Regions from separate parts of the Hordeum vulgare genome. Here region 2 is linked to region 1. The links are chromatin contacts, called in public Hi-C maps. All regions are on one chromosome and are shown on one strand. Each heading gives the region's core, a stretch centred on a gene start, on an enhancer-like site or on the middle of the called end of the contact. The rest is flanking DNA. Distances are from core to core; before and after follow the strand shown. Region 1 holds the start of LOC123444261 (KRR1 small subunit processome component homolog). Region 2 overlaps LOC123444262 (myosin-17-like).

What was found. Hi-C and Micro-C count contacts between places; a contact is called where the count stands out from the background.
Region 2: a Hi-C map of leaf shows a contact between it and region 1, with 4 times the contacts expected there. The contact joins the enhancer-like site here to the promoter of LOC123444261 in region 1. A contact is called at or near these places in 3 of 6 Hi-C or Micro-C datasets (leaf and seedling).

The regions. Positions count from the first base shown.
Region 1 is chr3H:460,994,493-461,000,830 of MorexV3_pseudomolecules_assembly, reverse strand. It overlaps LOC123444261 (KRR1 small subunit processome component homolog), which reads right to left and starts at 1,818. Exons shown (of 12, transcript XM_045120927.1): 1 at 1,499-1,818; 2 at 1,306-1,382; 3 at 1,094-1,204; 4 at 791-859. The coding sequence starts at 1,703. It overlaps LOC123444260 (protein phosphatase 2C 50-like), which reads right to left. Exons shown (of 4, transcript XM_045120926.1): 2 at 6,295-6,338; 3 at 6,112-6,217; 4 at 4,098-4,781. The coding sequence ends at 4,441.
Region 2 is chr3H:461,173,110-461,179,648 of MorexV3_pseudomolecules_assembly, reverse strand. LOC123444262 (myosin-17-like) reads left to right here. Exons shown (of 51, transcript XM_045120939.1): 47 at 1-14; 48 at 105-161; 49 at 271-351; 50 at 621-703; 51 at 796-1,293. The coding sequence ends at 919. Among protein-coding and RNA genes, the nearest start is that of LOC123444262, 40 kb to the left of the region's middle. Within about 2 kb of position 1,543, at least 2 of the 3 cell types and tissues checked have open chromatin away from gene starts, as enhancers often do. A contact at or near this core is called in leaf, where this site is marked.

The sequences.
Region 1 (6,338 bases), core at 569-3,068:
CTGAAGAAGCGTGAGCGCGGGGAGCTCAGCCACGGTCAACGGCCAGCGCAGGGAGCAGCTACTCCGTCCAGCGCGATGGCGCGGAGCTTCCCAGGATGCGCGATGCAGTTTGCCATAACCTGCGCGGACCCAAGCTCCCGGCGGCTGCGGCAGCGCGTGCTCCCGCCGAGGTCATGGAAGGAAGGAAAGGAGAGAACATGAGATGCAGTCACGGGAGGAAGAGGAGCGGTTCCGCGTGGTCCACTCGATTTGGAGAGACCGCGCGGAACGGCATAAACAGCGAATATGCCAATTCCAGGAACGAGTGGGTTCCGGTTCCTTAAATCAACCAAACACGATAATCAGCCCTAGGAACGGAACCGTGCTGTTCCACTTGGTGACAGAAACCAAACACACCCTAAGTGCAACATGTGACTGTGACAAAGGGGTATGTAACTTATATATTCATCTGAATGACAATGAAATCCCAACCATTAAATCTATAAACATGGGAACAATAGAGGCTTGGACAGATGAACTACCAAATATGGAACAGACAAAAATATAAACTATACACTGACTTTTTAGTAGAGTTCAAACCTTAGTTATCTAGTATTAGTGGTACCATAAAATGGTTCTATGGTATCTTTATGTGATTGGTACCGTCATATTTTACTTTCGGCAATGCAAATCTTGTCGTTGCAAAGTTTCTCCTAGCGGAGTATTAATGTAATCAAGATATAATCAAAGCAATCCCTTCAAACGAACCAAGAGGTATATAGCTGAGCTTGAACAATGAAACAAAGTGTACCTTGTTTCTTATGATGCTACCAATCTTGATAATATCACAGTTCATCTCATCATTGAGCACTTTAATTGCCTGCAGGGAAACACAATAGAAGTTCATGGATGAAACCACTCCGGAACAAGGCGTCAAGGTGTGTTGGTGACATAACAATAGGTGCACGCACAAGTAGATCACATGTGGCAAATGAAACAATTGGACATGAACACCATGAGCAACTGTCCCTCACAATTTCAATACAGCCTCCAATAAGCATAGGACAGAAACTGGATAACAGTTAAAGGGCTTGGTAACAGAAACAAGGCATACTTGGGGTGCAGGGACACTTCGTGACAAGAGTTTTATCAGGTCCCTGGCCTTGAGAATAATGTAGGGATCCTTGGTCTTCCTGGTGGTGGTAACCGTCATGGATCCCTCCACCTATGCGCAAAATCAATATAAATACAGCAGAATCGTGTCACTACTTCAAATCAAGAACACTCCAAGGTCCAAACAACCGTAACTACTGACTAGTGGCATACCAGATTGAGCTCGCATGAGACTCCAAACTCCTTCAGCGCGCCCTTCACGATCGGCCACGTCTCCTGCAGATACTTCTCTGCACCCCCAAACAACAAGCCGTGTCAATCCACGGATTCAGCAGATCAGGTAACTACAGCGAACCCCCAACGAATCGCACGAGGGTGAGGTGAGGGTGAGGACGGGATTGGGCACCTCGGTACTGGGGGAAGAGGGTGGAGAAGGAGCTGACTTCCAGCAGGCCGCCCTCGTTCCAGGAGGGGTCGAACTTCTCCACCGTCCAGCGGTCGATGGTGGGGTCATCGTCCCACGGCTTCTCCTTCTCGTGCTTCCCCTTCCGCCGCCAGTTCTTCCCCTCCGTGGCTTCCGCCGCCGCGCTCGCTTCGCCCGCCGACGCCATGGCGGCCGGCAGGGCTAGGATTTTAGGTGGGTTTCGAGGGAAAGGGGGTCGAGGAGGCGGTGGCGCCCAGGCTGCGAATTAGGGTTGATGATTGTGTTGCCGCCGATGGGAGGGGACGAGGGTGAGGGGGGATTAAATGAGTGGGGAGGGCTTGGGCCTTGGGCCTTCTGGGTTTCGGCCCGCCGCTCGAAAAATAAAAGCCCGGCTTTGCTGTCTGATATATATCCGTTCAAGAGAAAATCCGTTCCTTCTGCTTTTCAGGTGCTACTCCTTCACTATGCTCAAAAAATTCATAAAAACGTGCTCCTCCTTCGCGGAGCAGACAGCAGAGGTTGCGGTGGCGCATGTAGGTCACGAGATGAGAAGGAACACGAGGAGGAAAGTGTGATAAAGAGTGAACACCAACAGCGACAAGAACGACGCCATGTAGGCAGCGGAACGACAGTGGCAGCGGCGGCGCACCTAGGGCTCCCCTAACCATATTTTCTATTTTTAGTTACTGGTTTTTTCCTCTCTTTTTCTTCCAATTCAAAAACTGTATGAATTTTTCAAAAAATGTGTGGAATTTTAAAACCTGCTTTAAAAAACAAAAAATGTTCGGATATTGAAAACTTTCTCAAAAAATAGAAGAACAAATTTTCAGAAAAAAATATTGCATTTTACAAAAAAGTTGGAATTCCATAAGTTGTTCGTAAATAAAATTAAAATGGTCAGAATTTCCAGAAGTGTTTGTTTTCCCAAAAATGAAATTTTATAAAATGTTCATAATTTTCCAAAATTGCTCGCGCTTCCAAAAATGAAAATAAATCATGTTTCAAAATTGTTCGCAAATGTTTCATAAATATGCTTTTTCAGAAAGAAAAAAAATGATACAGTCTGCGCTGCTTGTTAGATACAATGAGCGCCCAATAGGATCTTCCAAGAGAAAATGATATGACGCATTAAGTGTCAAACTGTCAACCATTCGCACAGGCTATCGACGGCGACCGATATATTGAGCGGGAACGGGCACGCCTGACTAGGACTTGCAGAGGCCACTCCCTCCCTCTTTCTTCGAGGGAAAAGTCAGTGTGCAAAGGTAGTGGATTCAGTTAACAAATTTGACAACTCATTCGGGCCCAATACATAAGCGACACGCTAATTTTTGCTCAGAATAGTGTGTCCCATGCATGGAACGAGAGGCTGCACTTCTGAAACATTTATCTTTTTTTCTAAATTAACTTCTAAAACATTTATCGATAATCAAATTTGTACACCTCTACTAGTAGTAGTGTGACTAGTGTCACTACTCTGGTTTAGTTACCGTATTTTATTTAAAATTTTGGGAGAAATTCATTTTCAAAAATTATTGGCACAGACAAGATAGGACGCAGCTTCAGTGACTTTGTGAAGTGAAGTCACGCTGCGCCTTAGCCCCCAACGTCCATCACTCATTCTAGATATAACAGTCAGGATTCATGCAAGTCAAAAAAACACCAATACTTAATAGCTTTCAGCTTGCAAGGATGCACTGGAAACTCCAACCTGAATATTTTCACGCAAAATTTATTTCATCGCTGAATGTAATATGAAACGAAAAACAGAAACGGTTGCAAAATGCAAAAACCACTCCCATTAGACAAGGGAAAAAAATGAACAACATAACATTGAAATTTGCAAGCATTTAGCATTCAGTGTCTCTATAGCATATCATTGAAATTTTAAAAGTATAAAATATTGAAAGTATGAAACAACCAGGGAAGGAAAAAATAACCAACGTAGCATTGAAATTTGCAAGCGTTCAACATTCAGTATTTGAACGAGCCAGAGGATGCCCCCCAATAAATCTTGAGTGTTGGATGTTGGGGGCTGAGGCGCAACGTGACTTCACTTCACAAAGTCACTGTTGCGTCCAACAAGGTGTGCCTCTGGAATTTCATTGTAATTAGTGGTTGTAGAAGCTACTTTGTTATCTTTTATATTTTTTATTCAAAGCATTGTACCTATAACTATTCTCATGTTTGAATAAACTTACAGATACATATTTATTATTAAAAAAAAAAGAGGAGTGAGAGATTTTTTTGAAGCATATTTTTTTGCCATAGAACTAACCATCGTTCACAACAATATCGCTGGCCATCAAGTCTTGTAGGAAGGTACGAGCATCATCCACGAAAGTAGCTTTGTACACCTGTTTTGTGCAAAACTGCATAATAAGGACATAAGGTACGATACGTTGAAAGGGAGATAAAGCAACAATATCAGTCAGACATTCAGCCATTTATATTAGAGGGTAACCATGCAGAAGATCGGGACCATTTCATCAACATCCACCATGTTCATCTGATGATCTGGACAAAAGGTACATACATATGATGATCAGAGAAAGGCAACACCTGCAAGCACATCTTCTGCTACATATGTAACTTCCGACGATCAAATTAGCTGATAAGTCCTTGAGAAGGCTCAATTATTATGCAGATACCACTACATTACATGGCTGTTCTGAACCTGACGGAAGTCAAGTGTGAACAGCCCAAAACCAAAAGGCTAGGGGGGTACACATAAACACGCCAACACACACCCCATACATCAGATTATCGGAAGTAGACCTATCAGCATATGTACATACAGCTCTTGCAGACGACTGAATAAACAAAACAAAAGAGTAGGCGTGCCGTTCTTGCAAGGAAAGCAGACTAGCAGTCGAAACTCCGGTCGCAGACACGGTCAGCTAGTCAGGTGAATTACGGGCATGTTAGGATTTGCCCTTGGGCTTCTTTCTTGATTTCAGGTCGATAACTATGACACTAATGTTGTCCCCGCTCCCTTTCATCAGGGCTAGCCTCACGAGACAATCCGCAGCTGCTTTTGCAGCAGGATTCATAGTGGGTTCGCTGCCTCCATCAGAATTTGCACCGTCGTTATTATTCTTGTACCACAGAAGGATCTGTCGCCGGGCAACTTTGCAGGCATCTTCATTCGACATGACATCCCACAGACCATCGCTTGCTAGAATGAGGCAGTCATCATCTTTTGCCCGAGGAACAACGCTGACTTCAGGCTTTGGAATCAGAAATGGTTTCAGGTATCGGTCACCTGCAAGTAGATAGGTGATCGGCCATTTCTGCTTAAAGTTAATAAACCATAAGAAGCTTCTGACTGATGCTGCCCATGCACAGAGTAATTGCTAGTTTAACTGCTTTCAATTAAATTTCATATGAACAGAAAGAAAAGAGTTTTGTCCAAGTTTAAAAAGTAAAAGTATTCACGGTGTAACAGCTATAACAAACTAACAAGTGCAACTAATATCCAGTATTAACCATGGTCACAAATTCACAACTGCCAGAGTCACTTGCACGAGTAGCAGCATAAGTATACAGGGTACCTTTGTTCCTTCAATAAGGGGGCTTTTTTACTTTTGCCTCCTTAAGCACATCAGCATCCTAATCCGAATACTTTTACAAGATCATATTTAAATTCACTGACAACTTGATCCCCGTCCCTGAATTTTTCTAGGAAAGGAACCAAAACATAATCGAGGAACACAGACTAATCTTAAACATGGTTTTTCCACAATGAAAACATGCTGGTGGCAGCAGTTGCAAGTTGCTAGTATATGAAACAGAGCATTTCTTTATGGTTATAATTTACTGCCTGAAATGAGCCTATGTAATATTGTGACAGCTTGTGATCTCATAAATTAGAATGCCATCTTAAAGAAACATCTGACCTCATAATAAAATGCATATACATGCCTACGTAGTTTGTAAAGAAAAAAATCCAACTAAGAATTATGATGGAAATTATGGCACAGATTCAGTTCAATTCTGCACAATTCAATACCGCTGGATGTTTGACATAATGGCTCAACACCAAAGACTTGAGAGTATTGCAAAATATTAAGATAATGGTAACTTGCTTTTATTCTTTTTGGCAGCCCGATGATTGATGGTTTGATATAGGCTCTCGTAGTTCACATATCATCACTTACTGACATCCCAAACATATGCAGCAAATAAGCTGATATGGCCATAGACCTACAACTATCTACTGCTACGGATGTTTGGCCGAACCGAATAAATCGGCGCCATATATGCTGAACAGGTCTACAACATGTTTTTGTACAAGCTTACTTGTTGTGACACTTTTTTTGGGTCTTAAGCTCCTAGCTTACGGAGAGATGCCTTCTAGAGTTACTAAAGTGTGCCTTCTTCTAGTGTTCATGAATAAGAACAGTCATGTTAGGCTAGCACACTCGTGGTCAAAAAGTAACAGAAAACATCTTAAGATCTTAATCGCATTCCAAACATGGCTTTACAGCTGGCTTGAAATCATCAATATGTTTCCCGCAAAAAAAAGAAAAAAAGAAATCATCAATATGTTTGTCCAGGTAATAAGCTTGGGCGTGCAAAGGCGGAAAACTTACCGATTGACCGTGACATTGCGAGAATACCAGAGACACGATAACCATTCCAGTCAATGACCTTTCCACCTGCGGCCTCAATCCTGGCACGCTCGTCTTTCCCATCAGGCTAGAACAGGAAAGCATAATCAGATACAATTTGCCTTAACCAAAAAACTTAGCTGAACAGTAAAGCCCAGTATGTACTTTGTGATCGACGGACAGAGCAATCGGCTCCTTCCCACGGCAGA
Region 2 (6,539 bases), core at 294-2,793, 180 kb before region 1:
CTGTTGATTTCTTGGTGCGCATTCTTTTTTACTTACTGAATATTAATTCCCCAATAATGTTTTATTCACAAATAAATTTGGTTCCTACTCTTCTCTTTTGCCAGGTGATTTCTCTAAAGCCAATGAGAACACTAAGAGAGATACGTGCTGATGTGTGCCAAGTAAGTATTTGATTTGACTGACATTCTTTTCTTAATAAGAAAGGAAGACTCCACTGCCAGTCCTTACCCCTATAAGTTGTACTTCTAATATTTGTATGAATTCTTTCAGGCCCTTAGCATACAGCAGCTAGAGCGCATAGTTGGTATGTACTTGGATGACGTCAATGGTACAAACACTATTTCAGCAGAGGTGAGATGATGTACCCTCATATACTATTTGGTCGAATGCGGTCATACCATCACTTAAGCCCCAAATCTCATCTGAACTCTGAAGTTAACCATGCGATTCTGAATTTGAGTGCACTTGGGGCGAGAGTAATATCATGACCTCTGGATGTCCTTATGTGGCAACCCTCACCACCTCCACTTAAAAAAAAACACTATTTGGTCTTTACTACAATATTGATTTGTTTTTCATTTACAAATGAAGATATGTGATTTCTGCTTATCTATTTATAGTTCGCATCAAGCTTGAAAGCTGCAGCGCGTGAGGAAGCAAATACTGTCACGACTTTCTCTATACTGCTAGATGATGATTCTAGGTTTGTTACATTTGACAAAAAAAAGCACTTTCAGCTTAAAGCCTCCTAATGTTTATGGCTCATGGTTTCACCATTTCGTTCCACAAATGCAGTATACCTTTTTCACTCGATGATATTACAAAGACAATGCCAATCATTGAGATTGCTGATGATGACTTGCTACCGTTTGTCCGTGAAAACCCAAGCTTTGCGTTTTTATTGCAAAGAGGGGAATAGTTATTTTTTTCTCACCGTGGAGCCTTCGGCAGCTGTGGATAAATCAGGAGTTCCTGTTTGTAGGTTGTACAGTATGCGTGATTCTTTTTATACCAGATAGCAAGCCATTGAGGAGTAGTTCCTAGGAGAGCTTAGGTATTTGATTTCGATTGATTGGTTCGTTGATTGTAAATTTGTGTCCAGTTTTTCATGCCATGTTTTCTTTTTGATTATGTTGGGCTTGTATACCGAGGGGACAAGGGCAAAAGTCCCTGTATAAGCTTAGTAATGCAAAGTTTTGCTGTAATTAGTGAAGCTGTACGTGTGTTGTAAATTGTTACAGAAAATGAATATCATCGTTCTGCTGGTATAGAATAATGGCATTGTGGTTGGCTTGTTCGTGTCTTCCAACTAAAATTCTTTATTATTTGTTCAGCTAGTTCCCTCTGTGCTAGACTTACACTTGAAGAGGGTATTAATCTAAAGGGAAACGTTTAGTTTCATCCGTCTGATTTCTGAAAGAAACCAGAAACCAGCCGCCCCTGTCGCCTGACACCTGTCATGGGCCCTGCACGTTGCTTTCCCTTCTCTCGTGTACGGTGCAGCAGGCCCGCCTGCTGTTTCTTGCTCGAGCTTTCGCAAGTGCCCCCACCAGTGATGCGTTGCTGCGCTCGGTGCTGCATTTTTGTTCGCCGCCATAAACGGTGTGGCATATGTTGTAACGACCCGCTGATCCAGAGGATTGATAAAGGGGGAGAAGGGGATGAGATCTGAGTTCGGTTTATTTTTTTGCGAAGGAAGAAGATGCGATACAAAGAAGGGTAGGTAGGTGAGGAGCAGGTGAGGATTCACACTCTCATACAACATGTCTGGTCTTTTTTGTCTACATCCACACTTATACGCACACATATCTGACCAGTGGGCCCCATTCACATGGCTTACATGTACATAGTTTTTCATCCTATGAGTGGGATGAAGGTGTGACACTCCCCTCTTCTGCAAAGAAAGCCTCCTCTTCAGGTTCTTCAGGCTCGACAGGGACTGCAGAATCCTTTTGTTCGTCCACGTCGTGGTCCTGTCATATGATTGTTGAAAGAAAACATCGTCGAAGTGTGTCGTAGTCCTTCCAGGTGGTGCTTGTGGAGGAAGAAAACCAGCGGATCCGTAGTTGCACGATGACGTTGTTGCCCCGCTTGACCATGCGTCGCTCCAGGACCTTCACGGGTTCGATGTCGCTAGTTTTGGGTATAGTTGGGTGTAGGGCCGCAGCTTGAGGAGCACGTAGTCGCCCACCTTGAAGCTGTGCTCCGTGCGATGGCGGTCCGCCTGCTTCTTGAAACAGCCCTGGGCACGGTGAATTTGCTCCTGCAGGCGCGTAGTGTTCGCGCCCCAATCCCAGTGCTCGGCGTCGAGGGTGGACGTCGTCATGTTGTCCCAGAGAGGCATGCCACCAAGGTTTGGCTTGACGCCGTAGTGGGCCTTGAATGGAGTACAGTTGATGGCGGAATGGAAGGATGAATTGTACCAGAATTTCGTCATTGGAAGCCAGCAACGCGAGCGTTGAGGTGTGTCGTGGATGGATCATCATAGGTACATCTCGAGGCATTGATTGACGCGCCCGCTCTTCCCGTCCATCTGCGGATGGTAGGTTGTCGAGTAGAGGAGCTTGGTGCCGGCCTTGGTGTACATCTCACGTGAGAGCGTTCTCGTGAACACGCGATCACGGTTGGAGACGATGGACTTGGGAATGCCGTGGAGCTTGACGATCTTATCCTAAAACGCGTGCGCCACCTGCGCTGCATTGAATGGGTGTCGTAGGGGGATGAAGTGCATGAACTTGGTGAGGCAATCCATGGCGACCATGATAGAGTCATATCCTTATCCTTCGGACTTGGGCAAGCCCTCCACGAAGTCCATCGTCATGTCCTGCCAGGGTGTTGCCGGCACTGGCAGGGGCGCGAACAAGCCTGCTTGTCGATGATGCTCTTGTTTGGCGTGTTGGCAAATGGCGCATTGTTTGACGTAGGTGTCGATGTCCTCTTTCATTTGTGTCCATAGAAATAGCTTTTTGAGGCGTTGGTAAGTTGTCCTGGTACCTGAATGCCCACCGACAGCGCTGTCATGGAGGGCGCTGATGAGCTTAGTGCGAAGAGCTGCATTGTTTTCGATCCAAAGCCGGTTCTGCTTGCGGATGAGGCCCTTGTGCAGCTCGAATCCGTCGTCGTCTAGGTTGTGGATGGCGAGGTGAGACAATAACCCTTGTGCATCGACGCCTGTGGTGTAAGAATTGGCCACCTCCTGCACCCAGGTTGGTTGGCACAACGAAAGAGCGCTCAGGTCCAAAGCCGCGCCCACGCGCGATAGAGCGTCAGCTACCCCATTATCGACGCCGCGACGATACTAGAACTTGAACTAGAGTCCCACCAGCTTTGACATGGCCTTGCCCCGCAGATCTGTCTCAAATTGCTCATCCCTCAGGTTGCACAAGCTTTTGTGATCCATGACAATGGTTAACTTCCCACGTTGAACGTAGGCGTGCCATTTGTCCACGACCATCATCACTTCAAGGAATTCCTTCTCGTAAGCGGACAACTTTTGGTTGCGAATCCCGAGTGCCTTGCTGAAGTAGGCCACCGGAGGGCCATCTTGCACGAGCACGGCTCCAATGCCTGTGTCGCAAGCGTCGGTCTCAATGCTGAAGTGCTTGTCAAAGTCCGGCAGCGAGAGGACTGGTGCGCTGGCTATGGCGCGCTTGAGGAGCTCGAAGGCGGCTTGTGCTTGATCATTCCACTTGAACCCTTTTTTGTCAGGAGCACCGTTAATGGCTTGGCGATGATGCCGTATCAGGCAACGAATTTGCGATAATAGGTTGTGAGGCTAATGAAGTCGTGCAACTCGGTTGAAGTGGAGAGTGTAGGCCAGCTAAGCATGGCTTGAGTCTTCTCTGCATCGGTAGCGACGCCAACGCTCGAGATGACATGGCCCAGGTAGTCAACGCTCTCTATGGCGAAGGAGCACTTGGATATCTTGGCGTATAACTGATGATGACGAAGCAACTCGAAGACTGCACGCAGGTGCTCTTCGTGTTCTTCCAATGTCTCGTTGAAGACCAAAATGTCGTCGAGGAAGATGATGATGAAGCGACAGACGTGCTTGTAGAAAATATGATTCATCAAGCACTAGAACATGGCCGGCGCATTTGTCAGGACGAACAACATGACACGAAAGTGGAAGTGTCTGTGGTGCGTCTTGAAGGCTGTCCTCTCTTTGTCGCCCGCGTGCATGCGAATCCGATGATAGCCGACACGTAAGTCAAGCTTGGAGAAGTACTTCGAGCCGGCTAGCTCGTCGAATAACTCGTCCATGATGGGCAGGAGGAAACGGTTCGTCACGGTGAGGTCATTGAGGCGGAGATAGTTGAAACAGAATCACAATGAGCTGTCTTTCTTCTTTACGAAGAGGTCCGGAGCGGCGAAAGGACTCATACTGTTCTCAATCACTCCAGACTTGAGCATCTGTTGCACTTGGCGCTCGATTTTGTTTTTCTGCAACGGTGAGTAGCGATACGGCCTTGTGTTTGCTGGCTGTGTGCCCTCGACCAAGGTGACCGCGTGATCATACTGCCGGTGTGGGGGAAGTGTCTTGCGGTCTTTGAACACATCACTGTACTCCTCGAGGACTTGTTTGATGGTTGCGGGAAGCTTGTCGGGTGGCTCCGCTTGGCGTGGTTGTCTGTCAATCAACGCCATGTACCAGATTTCATTCCCTGCATGCCATTTCTTGAACTGGTTGGGCTCAAGCAGCTCAAGCGTGTGCACTGCATTTTTTGAACTCCTTACATCGTCACTGTTTCGCCCAGATGGTCGAACATCAGTCTCTTGTTGAGCCAGTGGCAGGTCATGAGGCTCAATTGTTCAAGCCAGTCCATGCCTAATACTCTTTCATAGGCGCCGAGCTCGGGCACGCGCATGTCGGTGGTGAATGTGTGCCCTTGCAACCACCATTGGACGTCGGGAATGAGCTTGTCGCAGACGAGGCGTTCACCGCTTGCCCCCCGGACCTCGACCGGCGGCATCTGAGCTGGTTTGGCTGCGATCCTTTACATGAAGGATGCCGAGATGAAGCTATGCGTGCTGCCTGAATCCACTAGCATCAGCATGACTTGGTTGCCGACTAGAGCGCGGAGACGGATTGTGCACGGCGCATCGCCCTGGAAACTGTGTGCGTTGAGAGCATGCAACATTCTTGTTCCAGCACGGCTGAAGGAGGTTCATCCAACAGTTCCAAGGCATGCATCGCGTCGTCGGTGAGGACCTCACCGTGGACCCCACATGGATGGTAAGCAGTTGTGTAGGTTGCTTGCAAGGATGCTCCCGAGAGTACCGGTCGCCGCACTTGAAACAAAGGCCATGTGCACGCCGATGATCCCGCAGTTGCCCCTCCTACGCGAACTCCTAGGTCATCATAGGTGGGCGAGGGGCGCCCTGCATGCGCGCCGAAAGATGTGCTAGCGGTGGGGGTGGCCGACCGGTAGGGTGTGGTCTTGGGCGCAGACGAGGCATGTCCAGCTCCTCCTCGTGAATCCTGGCGAGCACCGAGGCGCGCATGATGTTGGATGGTGCATGTAAGCGTACTGCCGCACGAAGATCATCGCGAAGGCCAAGTAAAAACTAGGTGACAATTTTTTTTAGGCTCAACGAAGCGTCCAACGCCAGTAGGTGGTACATGCAGCCTCAAATTCGATGCGATAATCAACCAGTGTGCCAGTTTGGCACAATTGCATCAGCTTGTGCATCTCCAGCTCGAACTCGTCGGGCCGAACTCCTCCTTGATTGTGGTGCAGAACTCTGGCCAGTTGAGCACGCGATGTGCTTGACGAAATGCCTACATTCAATGCGCCGCGTGGACCTTGATGTAGAGTGACGCCATGGTCACCCAGCTGTGCGGTGGCATGCGGTACAACTCGAAGTAGGTCTCGCACCGATCGATTCGTAGGTAAGGCGCCGAACCGTCAAACTTGGGGAAGTCGTGCTTGGGCGGCCTGATCGTGTAGGTGTCCTGGTGCTCCTCCTGGTAGGGTTCCTACTGGCGCGCTGATGTGCCACCCCGAAGAGTGATGTGGTCGGGCGCATCCCGATGAGGGGTGGCCCAACGTTGGCCATGCGCAGGAACGGTTTCTCTGGTGGAGGAGCGGTGGATGCATGCGGCTGATGGCGCAGAGATGGAAGGGTCGTCGACTTGGGATGGTTGCGTTCCTGGCACACCCCATCGATGTCGGACTGTGTGAGATCCACTTGCGCGTGCAAATCGGTCAGATTGCTGGAGACCTGCTCGTTGAAGGCGTGTTGGGCCTCCACGTTCTTTTCGGCGACGAGCTGACTTGACTCCACCCGCTTGTGTAGTGATTCGAGCAGCGATTCAATTTCACCCAAGGTTTTAGACATGGCGACGAGTATGTGTCGGGTCTAGGCTGGTGGTTTGGATAGGGGCGCTGTCGCTTCGCTCCAAATCGGATCAACCCCGCTAGGGATTTTGCGCCAGCCACCGAAGTGAGCGAGCACCCATAACAGTGGATGTTACGATCTAATCGAGAGGATATGAGATCTACGAGCCAGAAAACAAAATTGGGTGGAGGGATCGA